Linked DNA regions of Pan troglodytes: region 1 is linked to region 2. Evidence: chromatin contacts called from public HiChIP or PLAC-seq data. All regions are on one chromosome and are shown on one strand. The core of a region is the stretch at or near the end of the contact, and the rest is flanking DNA. Distances in the headings are between cores, read along the strand shown. Region 1 holds the start of EIF1AY (eukaryotic translation initiation factor 1A Y-linked). Region 2 holds the start of RPS4Y2 (ribosomal protein S4 Y-linked 2).

Evidence for each region. HiChIP or PLAC-seq counts read pairs in DNA pulled down with a chosen protein or histone mark.
Region 1: a contact with region 2 is called in an H3K4me3 HiChIP or PLAC-seq map of stem cell-derived excitatory neurons, with 2.3 times the contacts expected there. The contact joins the promoter of EIF1AY here to the promoter of RPS4Y2 in region 2. A contact is called at or near these places in 1 of 7 Hi-C or Micro-C datasets (stem cell-derived neural progenitor cells) and 1 of 1 datasets of contacts at active chromatin or transcription factors (stem cell-derived excitatory neurons).

The regions. Positions count from the first base shown.
Region 1 is chrY:24,815,529-24,820,940 of NHGRI_mPanTro3-v2.0_pri, reverse strand. It overlaps EIF1AY (eukaryotic translation initiation factor 1A Y-linked), which reads left to right and starts at 1,361. Exons shown (of 7, transcript NM_001008977.1): 1 at 1,361-1,473; 2 at 5,164-5,247. The coding sequence starts at 1,458.
Region 2 is chrY:24,637,445-24,643,238 of NHGRI_mPanTro3-v2.0_pri, reverse strand. RPS4Y2 (ribosomal protein S4 Y-linked 2) reads left to right here and starts at 3,614. Exons shown (of 7, transcript NM_001009024.2): 1 at 3,614-3,743; 2 at 4,355-4,432. The coding sequence starts at 3,741.

The DNA of each region.
Region 1 (5,412 bases), core at 112-2,611, 180 kb before region 2:
ATTATATGCCCAACAAGTAAGATAATTTAGAATAAATGAACAAAGTCCTGATACATACATACTATTTACCTTGAAGAAAGAAAGGGAAAAAAAAGGATTAGGAAGATACTATACTTTGTATATGATGGCCAATTATACGCCCAACAAGTTTTATAATTTAGAATAAATGAACAAATTTCTGATACATACAAACTACCAGAAATGACTTGGGAATAAATACGACACGAATTCATAATCTAAACTAAGGCCTAGGACCATTTAAAGAATTTACATCAATCCTCGAATGTGTCCAAAAACACAGAAGAAAAAGGGACACTACACAATTCATTCTGTGAAGCCGGGATTATATTGATCCTAAAGTCAAAGTCATCACACGATACAAGCCAATATATCTTAAAACAGATGCTAAGATTCTAAACATAATAGTACACACACAACAAATCCAGTAAATTAAATGATTGTATATCATAATCAAATGGAATTTGTCTTGAAATAATTTGACCACCACAGCCAGTCCATTTGAGACATTCGGTTAAGCCATGATTTATTATAAGATTCAGATGCTTAGTCTCACTCCTTCCTATGTATATTTACTTTCCATTTCCTGTATATATTTACTGTCTACTTTTTGTCAGTATTCCGCTGGGTGCTAGCAATTGTAAGCAACAGATGCGGCCTCCGTACTTACATGCTTTACTGTGAGGTGGTGAGGTAGAGAAGATAAGACTGAAAAAAATAGGCCGGGCGCGGTGTCTCACTACTGCAATCCCAGGAATTTGGGCGGCAGAGGCGGGCGGATCACTAGGTCAGGGGTTTGAGAGCCTGGCCAACATGGTGAAACCCCATCTCTACTAAAAATACAAAAATTAGACGGGCAGATCGGGGCCCTGCACTCCAGCATGGGCAACAAGAGCGAAACTTCGTTGTCAAAAAAAAAAAGAAAGAGAGAGAGAGAAAAGTAATAAACATTCTGAACATAGAGGGCCTTGTCCTAAGCCAGTCCTCCAAATTCACTGTATAAGAGTAAGGGCTCTCTTAAAATTTAGGCGTTTACAGTTAAATGACCCACGAACTTCTGAAACTGGAAGATCGTTTTTTAGCAAAGGAGAATACTCCAGGGCCCCGCCCATTTCATCCTTGACTCCACCTTCTCCATGCTGAGTCCCGCCCCGCTTCCTGTTTATTCATCCTGCACCAAACTCTCCGGTATCCTGATGGAGTCTACTAGGTGTCAGTCATTTGGCCATGCCTCAGCCGAAGAGAGGCGGGGAAAAGTATCGTAATCAGCTGCGTCGCCTTTTGCTGACGCCAGAGAGCGCGCGTCAGCAGTTTATCAGAGAGCGCTGTAGCCAGCCTCTTCTGCGCACCCACCTGCTGCATCTTAGTTCAGCCGGCTCTTAGAGTAGTAACCGCCAGAAAGGAGTCGGAAGAGGTCTCACGAGGCTGTCATCACCGCCATGCCCAAGAATAAAGGTACTGCTGTAAGCCTCTGGGACTATACCTCGGCTTGCTCTGCCAGTAACCCCGACGCCTGTTCCAGGCCGCAGTGACTGTTCTAACGGCGGTACTGGGCACTGCGACCCCAGCACTGTGTTCGGGAAAGGAGCTGGGAATGCCCGATTTGGTCACATTGGGGTGGGACAGACGCCATTTTTATGGGGCCTCCTTCGGAAGATAGCGGGCTTTTGCTGCTGATTTCACGCCAGACGGAAAGCGTATAGGTAGGGACGGTTGAGGGACCTTAACCGGACGGCCTGGCTTTCCAGAATAGGCACCTGCAAACACTTCCCTGCTACTTTCCTGGAAGCGGTTCTTAACTTTGAAGACTTACCTATCTGGACAGTTAAAAGTATTGCTAAGGATACTCCCTTTTCCTTGTTAAACAGTGGGGAAGCCTTGAAGCATGTTTAGGTTCATTTCTGGCGTTTTACTCTACCCCATCCCTTTATAGAGTGTAACATTCTTTTGCAGAAGATTTGTTACATATTTAGGCAGGTTTTCAACTTCCGTATCCGATAAATATTGTGGGAGTAAAGATATCAACGTTCCCTTCATTCTGAGGCTAAACTTTCACACGAAACTTAGACTTGAAAATAAGTTTACTCACAGCTTCTAAAGTAGGAGGTCTAACCTCGGTAGAACGCTTTCTCAGTCATTTCTGAAAGAAATTCTCGTTTTTATACACCTGAGGTAATCTCTCACTTTTAATGCCCTTGTAATTGCTTGAAGAAAACTGTAGGTGGAAACAAAATATTATTTTCCACAGGAGGGGACCATGTTTTATAGTCCACAAAAACTCTGTTTAGATTATTCCTTCCTGGGATCCAGACCAATTTGTCTTCTTTTTACTTGCCTGTTGGCAGCATGGAATCTGTTTCATTTTCTCTTTTTAGCTGTCACGACACACAGCTCTTGAGGTACTTGGTGACAGTACAGTGCAGTGTTTTCTGGGCATTACTCTTTGCTCTCCCGAAAACCCACTAACGGGTTGTGTGTATAATAAGGTTTTATTTTATTTTATTTTATTTTACTGCAAAATTATTGGAGGATAAAGTGTATTCTGGGAGAAGTCTAATTAGAAAGAGTTAGCAAAGGCTTATGCTTTTTCACTAACATTTTCTCAGATGGTACTGAACAACTTAAGTAGGTATCTTGTTCTCACCTTTATTTCTAGTGATGAGATTCCCAGTTCTCTAAGCAATCAGCTCTAAAGATCAGAGTATCTCCCTTTGCAAAATGTCCATTAAATCTTTGCTGATGTTATTATCCCTGTACCTGACTCTATCCTTAAATAGTAAAGCTTCCTTTATTCTTGTAGGGTAGAACTTTTAAACTGAGTGATGCCTAAAAATGTTCTCAATAAAGAGAGTATCTCCAAAACACATCGGATTTGTTTAAAGAGGAGGTGTGGATTTTTTGATCTTAGAAAGGAAACGAGATAAAATATTAAACGACTTTAATTTTTGTATGTTCATGCCTAGCCTCATTCCTCTAAAATATAATTTAAAGTGGATTCTGTTACATGGTATCACAATAGAAGGGGAATGATCAGGGTTTGGTTAATTCTGGTAAATTGTAAACAATTTTTTTTTAATCATATGTGCCTCAGAAGGCACACAAAAGAAGTATAGTGGCCGGGCGCGGTGGCTCACGCGTGTAATCCCAGCACCTTGGGAGGCCAAGGCGGGTGGATCACGAGGTCAGGAGATCGTGACCATCCAGGCTAACATGGTGAAACCCCCTCTTTACTAAAAATACAAAAAAAATTAGCCGGGCGTGGGGAGGCTGAGGCAGGAGAATGGCGTGAACCCGGGAGGCGGAGCTTGCAGTGAGCCCAGACCGCGCCACTGCACTCCAGCCTAGGCGACTGAGCAAGACTACGTCTCAAAAAAAAAAAAAAAAAAAAAAAAAAAAAAGTACAGTAATACAGTGAACTCCTAGAAATCCATACCTCTAGGAATTATAACCTAGATTCATTAAAGTCCTCTGTTACCCTTCCCAAATTTATTTTTCTTAGGATAATACCCATCCTGAATTGAATGTTTTTATTATTGTGTAAAATTAGTGTTATCTTCTGGGCTACTTACTTGAGGGATACTTTTGAAGACCCCTAAATATTATGAGATGAGACTTGCTAATGTAGAAATAAAACTTGCTCATTTGGTTTTCTGTGTCTTTTTTGTTGTTGTTTTCTTCGTTTGAAAATCCAGATGCCTGTCAATATTGTCGTGGTGAGGTTTATCCAAATAAACATGTAAATGAGCATGGGCCATATGTGGAATTACTTTTTCTTTGCATGCATTAAGCTGGTATTCTACAAAAATCTTAGAAACCCATCCTCACATCAGGAAAAGGGCATCCTTTGGCCTATACTTGTGAAGAGCTAGAGTAAGGTGCTCCCCACCTTTGAGATTGCTAAAGTTGTCATTCTTTTGGAAATTTATGAGCTAATCATCATTTAGTCATTTGAAAAGCTGCCAAACTTTTGTAAAACCCAGTAAGGAAAGCAGGTATGATCTTTGTCCTGACGCAGCTAAGTTCAGGCACGATTAATTGCTCGAAATATAGAATGTGTTTTCCTTTGTAGAAATTTAGTTTTGGCATGCCCTAAGAATGCATCAGAATCTGGATAAATCACAGAGTTCTGGAAGCCCAATTGTCTTCTATAGTGGCACAGAACAATGTGAGACTGCCCCAGAGGTAGTGGGTGAATTCAAGAAGTTAGATGTCTGGCTTTACGGTGGCCAGGTATATGTTTTATTCTATTTGCAGTGTTACCATTTTTATTCAAATTCTTCAATCGATCCCTTAATATTACTGTAATTTGTAGCCTTTCTCCCTCCTTTTGGAAACGGCCGCTACTTTGGTTTACGTTCTCTAATGGGGATACAATGTTATGGAGAAGTACCCCAGTCCCTTGATAATTCAATAGAAAATATCACAAGGAAATACTCTGGATGTGTTTAGTAATAAGCAAAAACTTAAAAATAGAGTGAAACATGATGGCAGTTGAAACAGTTATCAAAAGTCTAAGGAAGTGTGTATGTAAACTTTAAACTAGAAATTATATTTCTATTCATTTATCTTGTGAAATTTGTTTGTAGAATAATATTCAATGCAGCATTATATAATAAAATTAAAACACTGGAAGAAATTAAATTATTAAGTATACTTTAACCATTAAAATGTTGGTCCAGATCTGCAGTTATTGAAATGAAAATGAATATTCAGGACAAATAATTTAGTGTAGTTAAAATATGCTATAGAAGAAAATGAATGAAGTCCTGTTTTTATTTGGAAAGCGTGAACAAAATATTCATAATAGTTATCTTTGGGTGATAAAATGTTTCTATTATATAGTTTCATATAAGATGTATTCTTACTTCAGAAGTATCCAAACAAATGTCCAAGAAGGATAGTATTGATATATATCGGGTAAAAGACTTAAAGAGAACCTTTGACAGGTCCTGTTAATGAGGTAATGTTAATGTTGTAATGTAAATAAATTTAAACACATTTATTATGTGTTTAAATGATATATTTTTAATTTTCCTGCAAGTGGTTTCAAAAACACACTTCAAAAGCTTTATTTTGTTTTATAGTTTAGTTTATATGATATTATGTAGAATTTTACATTAATTTTTTATCTACTCTTTTAATTAGGTAAAGGAGGTAAAAACAGGCGCAGGGGTAAAAATGAGAATGAATCTGAAAAAAGAGAGTTGGTGTTTAAAGAGGATGGACAAGGTAAGACTTTTCAACTTAGGCTTTCATTAATATGTTTTGTTGTTGCTGTTAATATAAATTTCAGTCTTTCTCCTAAAGGAATTTTAATCATTATCCTGAGCAGTTGTCCCTATGTTTCCATTTCTCTTTTCCTCATTTCTCATCATGTACATTTCTCCTGTACTT
Region 2 (5,794 bases), core at 2,365-4,864:
CTGTAGTCCCAGCCACTCTGGAGGCTGAGGCAGGAGAATCGCTTGAACTTGGGATGAGGAAGTTGCAGTGAGGAGCAATCACACCACTGCACTCCAACCTGGATGACACCGCCAGTTTCCACCAAAAAAAAAAAAAAAAAAAAAAAAAAGCATGCACATACACACACTTTAACTGTGAGTTTCTCCCTGGTGCAATTTTTGCTCAGCTGCACTGTCTGAAATTTTCCTGTTCAGAAACACAATGAATGGAGTTTTAAAGACCGAACCTCACATGGACAGGAATTTTTACCTACCATTTTGCATGGAAAAATTACCTACTCGTTCAGTCCGCTCCCGAGGGAAGCGCCTCTGCTTCCCTTTTCTCTGTGCTTCAAGTGTTTAGAAGCCCAATCCAGCTGGAGGGTGGTGCGCCATCACTCAGGCACCGATCTAGTTACAACTTGACTGCCCTATGTCCTCACCTGGGCACTGAGCAGGTCTTAACCCGCAGATGGAGCACACACTTACCTAGGCAGCCAAGCAGCGGCAGCACCCAGGATGCGCTGAGGTGGCCGGGAGGTCCGGGGGAACCAGGGCCTCAGGCTGACAGCAGGGCAGCAGTTGTGGGAGGCTCAGGGCCAGGCAGAGCTGCCACTGTCCAGTGGCTGAAGTGGTGCGCCATCACTCAGGCACCGATCTAGTTACAACTCGACTGCCCTATGTCCTCACCTGGGCACTGAGCAGGTCTTAACCCGCAGATGGAGCACACACTTACCTAGGCAGCCAAGCAGCGGCAGCACCCAGGATGCGCTGAGGTGGCTGGGAGGTCCGGGGGAACCAGGGCCTCAGGCTGACAGCAGGGCAGCAGTTGTGGGAGGCTCAGGGCCAGGCAGAGCTGCCACTGTCCAGTGGCTGAAACATCAGCACGAACTGCCTGGCTGCCTCCCAGAGGGGCAGCAGAAGGTCGCCAGTTTTTGGGAGGCCACAGACGGGCAGCTCTGTAACCACCCAACAGGTTCATCTTGCCAGCTGCCTAGAGAGAGCTGATTTATCAAGACAGGGGAATTGCAATGGAGAAAGAGTAATCCATGCAGTGTCAGCTGTGCAGGAAATCTTGTTATTACTCAAATGGGTCTCCCCTAGCACTTGTGGATTGGAGTTTAACAAGGATAATTTTGCACGTAAGGGCTCTCCTCATGCCTACATATGTATTTGACTAACAGCCTTCTGAAAATGATTCAATCAGAAAAGCCCATTTTAGTCAGAGAGCACTATTCAGCACTGTTATATCTGGAGGAGCAAATGCTTTTTTGGGGGAGAATAATAAAAAAGGAAAATGATGGGGAAAAGAATGGAAAAGTGAGTTGTCTGCCGCAGAGAGTGGAAGAAACCAGTCCAGTTAAGGTTAAGGGCTCTCCGAGAGCTGTCCAGGACTGGAACTGAAATTGATAGTGCTCTGATGAGGGTAAGAACACCAGAGCTCTTGTCTCACATTGAATTAGATAAAACAACAGGACACAGGTGGAGTTGTTTTAAGGAGCAGAGAGTTTAATAGGCAAGAAACAAGGAAGAACAAAGAAGGAAGAAGCTCCCCTGTACAGACACAGAGGGAGGGAGGACTCCAAAGCCAAGAGATGGAACCCAAGTGGGGAGGAAACAAGCCAGGTATACGTAGAGGCTGGAGGAGGCGGTGTCTGATTTGCACAGGGCACAGTGGATTGGTTTGACAAGGCATGTCATTCACTTAGCGCACGAAAAAGCCGGCCCAACTACTCTAGTCTTTTAATATGCAAACGAAGGACGCCATGATGTTCTACACACGTGGGGATATGTGGGGGTGGCCATGTTGCCAGGAACATGTAGGGGAAGGGCAAGAGGGCACAGGAATCGCCATGTTTGGGTGGACCCAGTTTCTAATGGACTACATTTGCATATCAAAGGTTGCCAGCCAAGCCCTAAGAGCCAAAGCTCTAAGAGCCCAGGCTTTCCTTCTAGACAAGAAACATTTCTAGAGCAGCTTTAATAGAAATGAAAACTTTTCCTCTCTATTTGCCTAAAATAATTTCTTAATAACTCCTACCACAAAAGCAGCAAAGGGACCTAAGAAATGGCAAAAGGAGTCTAGGAGTCTCAGAATAGAAGAGGTGAATACTAGTATAGAGCAAACAGTGTGGAGTTCAGATCTATTCCAGCCTGCTGTCTTGCTAGCTGGCACATACACTGCCTATAGACTTGAATCAAGGAATTGAATGCAAAGACAAACAAAACATAACAACAAAAACATTTTAGGCACTGTTACGCGCTTACAAATTGGTAAAAATGGTCGATATTACTGTGTTGTGTTCTATCTACAGTTAAAGGAAAAAGAAAAGAAAAGCTGGAGGCCAGGCTTGGTGGCTCATGCCTGTAATCCCAGCACTTTGGGACGCAGAGTCGGTGGTTCATGAAGTCAGGAGTCTGATACAAGCTTGGCCAACACAGTGAAACCCTGTCTATACTAAAAGTACAAAAAAAACAGCCAGGCCTGGTGGCGGGCGCCTGTAATCCCAGCGACTCAGGAGGCTGAGGCAGGAGAATGGCTTTAAGCCAGGAGGTGTAGGTTGCAGTGAGCCGAGATCGCGCCATTGCATTCCAGCCCCGGCGACAGTGCCAGACTCCGTCTGAAAAAATAAATAAATAAAAATAAAAATTCCGTAAAGTGCTGGCAGGTGCCTGTGGGTCTCAGCACTGTGGGAGGCTGAGGTGGGAGGAACACTCAACCCCCGGAAAGTCGAGGCTGCCGGGACCTGAGATGGGGCCCCTGCCCTCCACCCGGTGCGACAGAGCCAGACCCTGCCACATTCAAAAACACAATAAAAGAAGGAAAGAAAAGGAAAAGAAAAAGAAAAAGAAAAGAAATACCTAGAAAATAACACAAGGAAATTTTTGATGGTGATGGAGATGTTTATTACCTCGATTGTGATGATGGTTCCGTGGGTTTACGCCTATGTCCGAACTCGTCAAATGGTACAGATTAAGTAAGTCCATTTGGCTGATTGTGTTTTGTATAGCAATTCCACCTCAATAAAGCTGTGACATCACACACACGCGAGCGTGGTACAACTTACATAGCCGAGTTCACCTTTTTAAAAGCGAATTGTTTTGGAGGTTTTAGGGACATGCACAGAGTTGTGCAACCATCACCTCAAGTTAATGCAAAACAAGGTATTGAACTTACAATTCACGTCCCATAAAACCTACCCTTTCAAAGTTGACAATACAGACGATTTTAATACATTCTCAAACCTGTGAAATTGGCCCTAATTCAGAAAAACGAATTGTTTCTTAAATCATGATTTTACAATACAACATGTCACAGTCACAAGGAATCATATAGGTTATTTCTTAACGATTGGCTTTTTTTTTTTTTTTAAGGCGGCTAAATCCTGCTCCTTCAGAGCTTCTGTTAAATATTTTTTAAGTTGGCGAAAGATAATTTTTAGAGTGTAAACTGCGTCCTCCCAGCTTAGCCGACCTGAGGGGAGGAAGCACAACAAAAAGTCCCGTGGCATAACTGACACCTATGAATCAGTATCAGAAACTGAAAATGCTAAGAAACTCAGTTCCGAGCTGTGACCTCCACAACGGAAAAATAATAGGTTGGTTACCCGAGGCGGAATCCGGAACTGAAATTCTCACTCATTTGACTTCCCGCTGTTTATGACCGCAGAATACGGTTGCACCGGAAAAGGAGAGGTTCTCTTCCGTCGCGGGATTTCGCCATGGTAAGACGTCTGCGTCCTAGCTCCGGACTTATCTGCCTCCATCCTTTGAAGAAGGGCCTTCCATCTTGGCAAGCTTTTACTTTTCGGGTACCGCTGCTTGGCGGGTGGGAATGCTGCTGGTGCTGCTTCAGGAAACCCGATTTGGAGAGCGGAGGTCTGAGAAGAGTGCGGCTGGGGGTTCCGGGCTGGCCCTTGTGCTCGGCCTGGGCGCCGGTGGTGCTGTTGGCACGTGAGTCTTGTTAGGAATAAGCTTCCTCGGCTAACCTTACAAGTCCACCCTTGACTCCGCAGCCCAACACTGGCTTTTTACGCGGGTTAGCTTATATCCATACGTTGAAGCAGTCTCAGATTCGTTTGGAGAGCACTGTGGACGCTGTCTTTACAGACGCCAGAGAGACTCGTGAGGTTGTCAAAGGTCTGGGAGTTTTGCGGGGTTTGTTCTGGGGTCTGGCAGGAAGTAATATTTGCTCAAAACTGGGCGTGAAATAGCCTGGACTGTCCTTTCTCCTCCGATCCGGTATTACCCGTTAGCAGTTGTTACAGCTGAAGATAAAGACATTTTACTGTTAACTGAGACGAGTTTCTCTGAAAAAGTCTGGTGTCCTTTTCAGGCCCGGGGCCCCAAGAAGCACTTGAAGCGTGTTGCAGCGCCGAAGCATTGGATGCTGGATAAACTAACTGGTGTATTTGTGAGTATAACTGTCTTTGCTTTTTACTCAAAAGTGCATGCTGTGTACCTGTGGCTTGCTATTTCGTGGGAACACTGTTTGCTTATGTGAGATTTTCGTTGGTGAAGACTTGCCGCACACGGAACTTGTCCTTGCACTGTAATGAAAAGGTCCCTGAGAAAAAAGTTAGGACATCCTGTTTGGAAACAGCGGGTCGAACAGCTCTCTGACCTCAACTTTGAGCACTATTGTGGTCCATAATGTCGCTGAGAACCTGGGCTTGCCATCTTTTAGTAACTATTGAGAACCTAATACGTGCCAGGTGTTGTTATGTGGGCCCACCCTTAAGGATGTGTCCGGGTACAAAATGGTTGGACAACAAAATCTATCCCTCTTTCTTGTTGAAGCTTACATCCTGCTGGGAGGAGAGGGAAGTTACAGTATGTTCCCAGGTGCTGAAGGCTGGGGGGAGAAAAAAATAGGGCCGTGGGAAGGATGAATGGGGTTTTGAGCACTGCAGTTTTAAAGAGTGTGAAATGAAGAAGCCTCTTACAGAAGAATAGAAAGACATAAGTGAGTGAACTATTGGACATGTTTGGGGTTTTTTTTTTTTTTTTTTTTTTGAGACTGAGTCTTGGCTTGTCACCAGGCTGGAGTGCTGTGGCATGATCTTAGCTCACTGCAACCTCTGCCTCCGGGTTCAAGCGATTCTCATGCCTCAGCCTCCCCAGTAGCTGGAATCTTTTAGTCACCACGCCGATCTGAATTTTGTATTTTTAGTAGATACCAAGTTTCACCCTGTTGGCCAAGATATTCTCAATTTCCTGACCTTCTGATCCACCCGCTGGTGGCCAGTCCCACAGTGCTGGGATTATAAGCGTTAGCCATGGCGCCCCTCATATTTTCAAAAGAGCTGTTAGGCTGCTGTGTTGTGATTTATTCAAATTGTGTTATATCATGAACCCATTTCTTGAGGCTTGTGCTCTCAAGGATTAAAAATGCCAACAGCAACAACAAAACACCAGGATGTCAAGTCCTGGTGGTCTCTTTTGCTGTTTGAGCTCTCCACTTTAGAGGGCACTTCCTGAACCCAGAGCTGAGGGGATTAATGAATGTGCTAAATTCCAGATAAGAAAGGGTTCAGTGACAGTGCACTGAGTCCCCATTAATAATAAAATGTATTTAATTTGAAGTTACCCTTTGTTTCAGAGGGTGGAGTAGCTGCTGTTTACATTGAGCCCAAGATACGGTTTTAACAGTAAAGGCTACTGGGGTCCATGCAACACAGGCAAGAAATTGCGTGAGAAATGCAGGAGTCTCTTGAACTCAACCTTGAAGACCTGGCAGGATGAGGACAGTATGCCCAGAGGCAAAGGAGGCAAG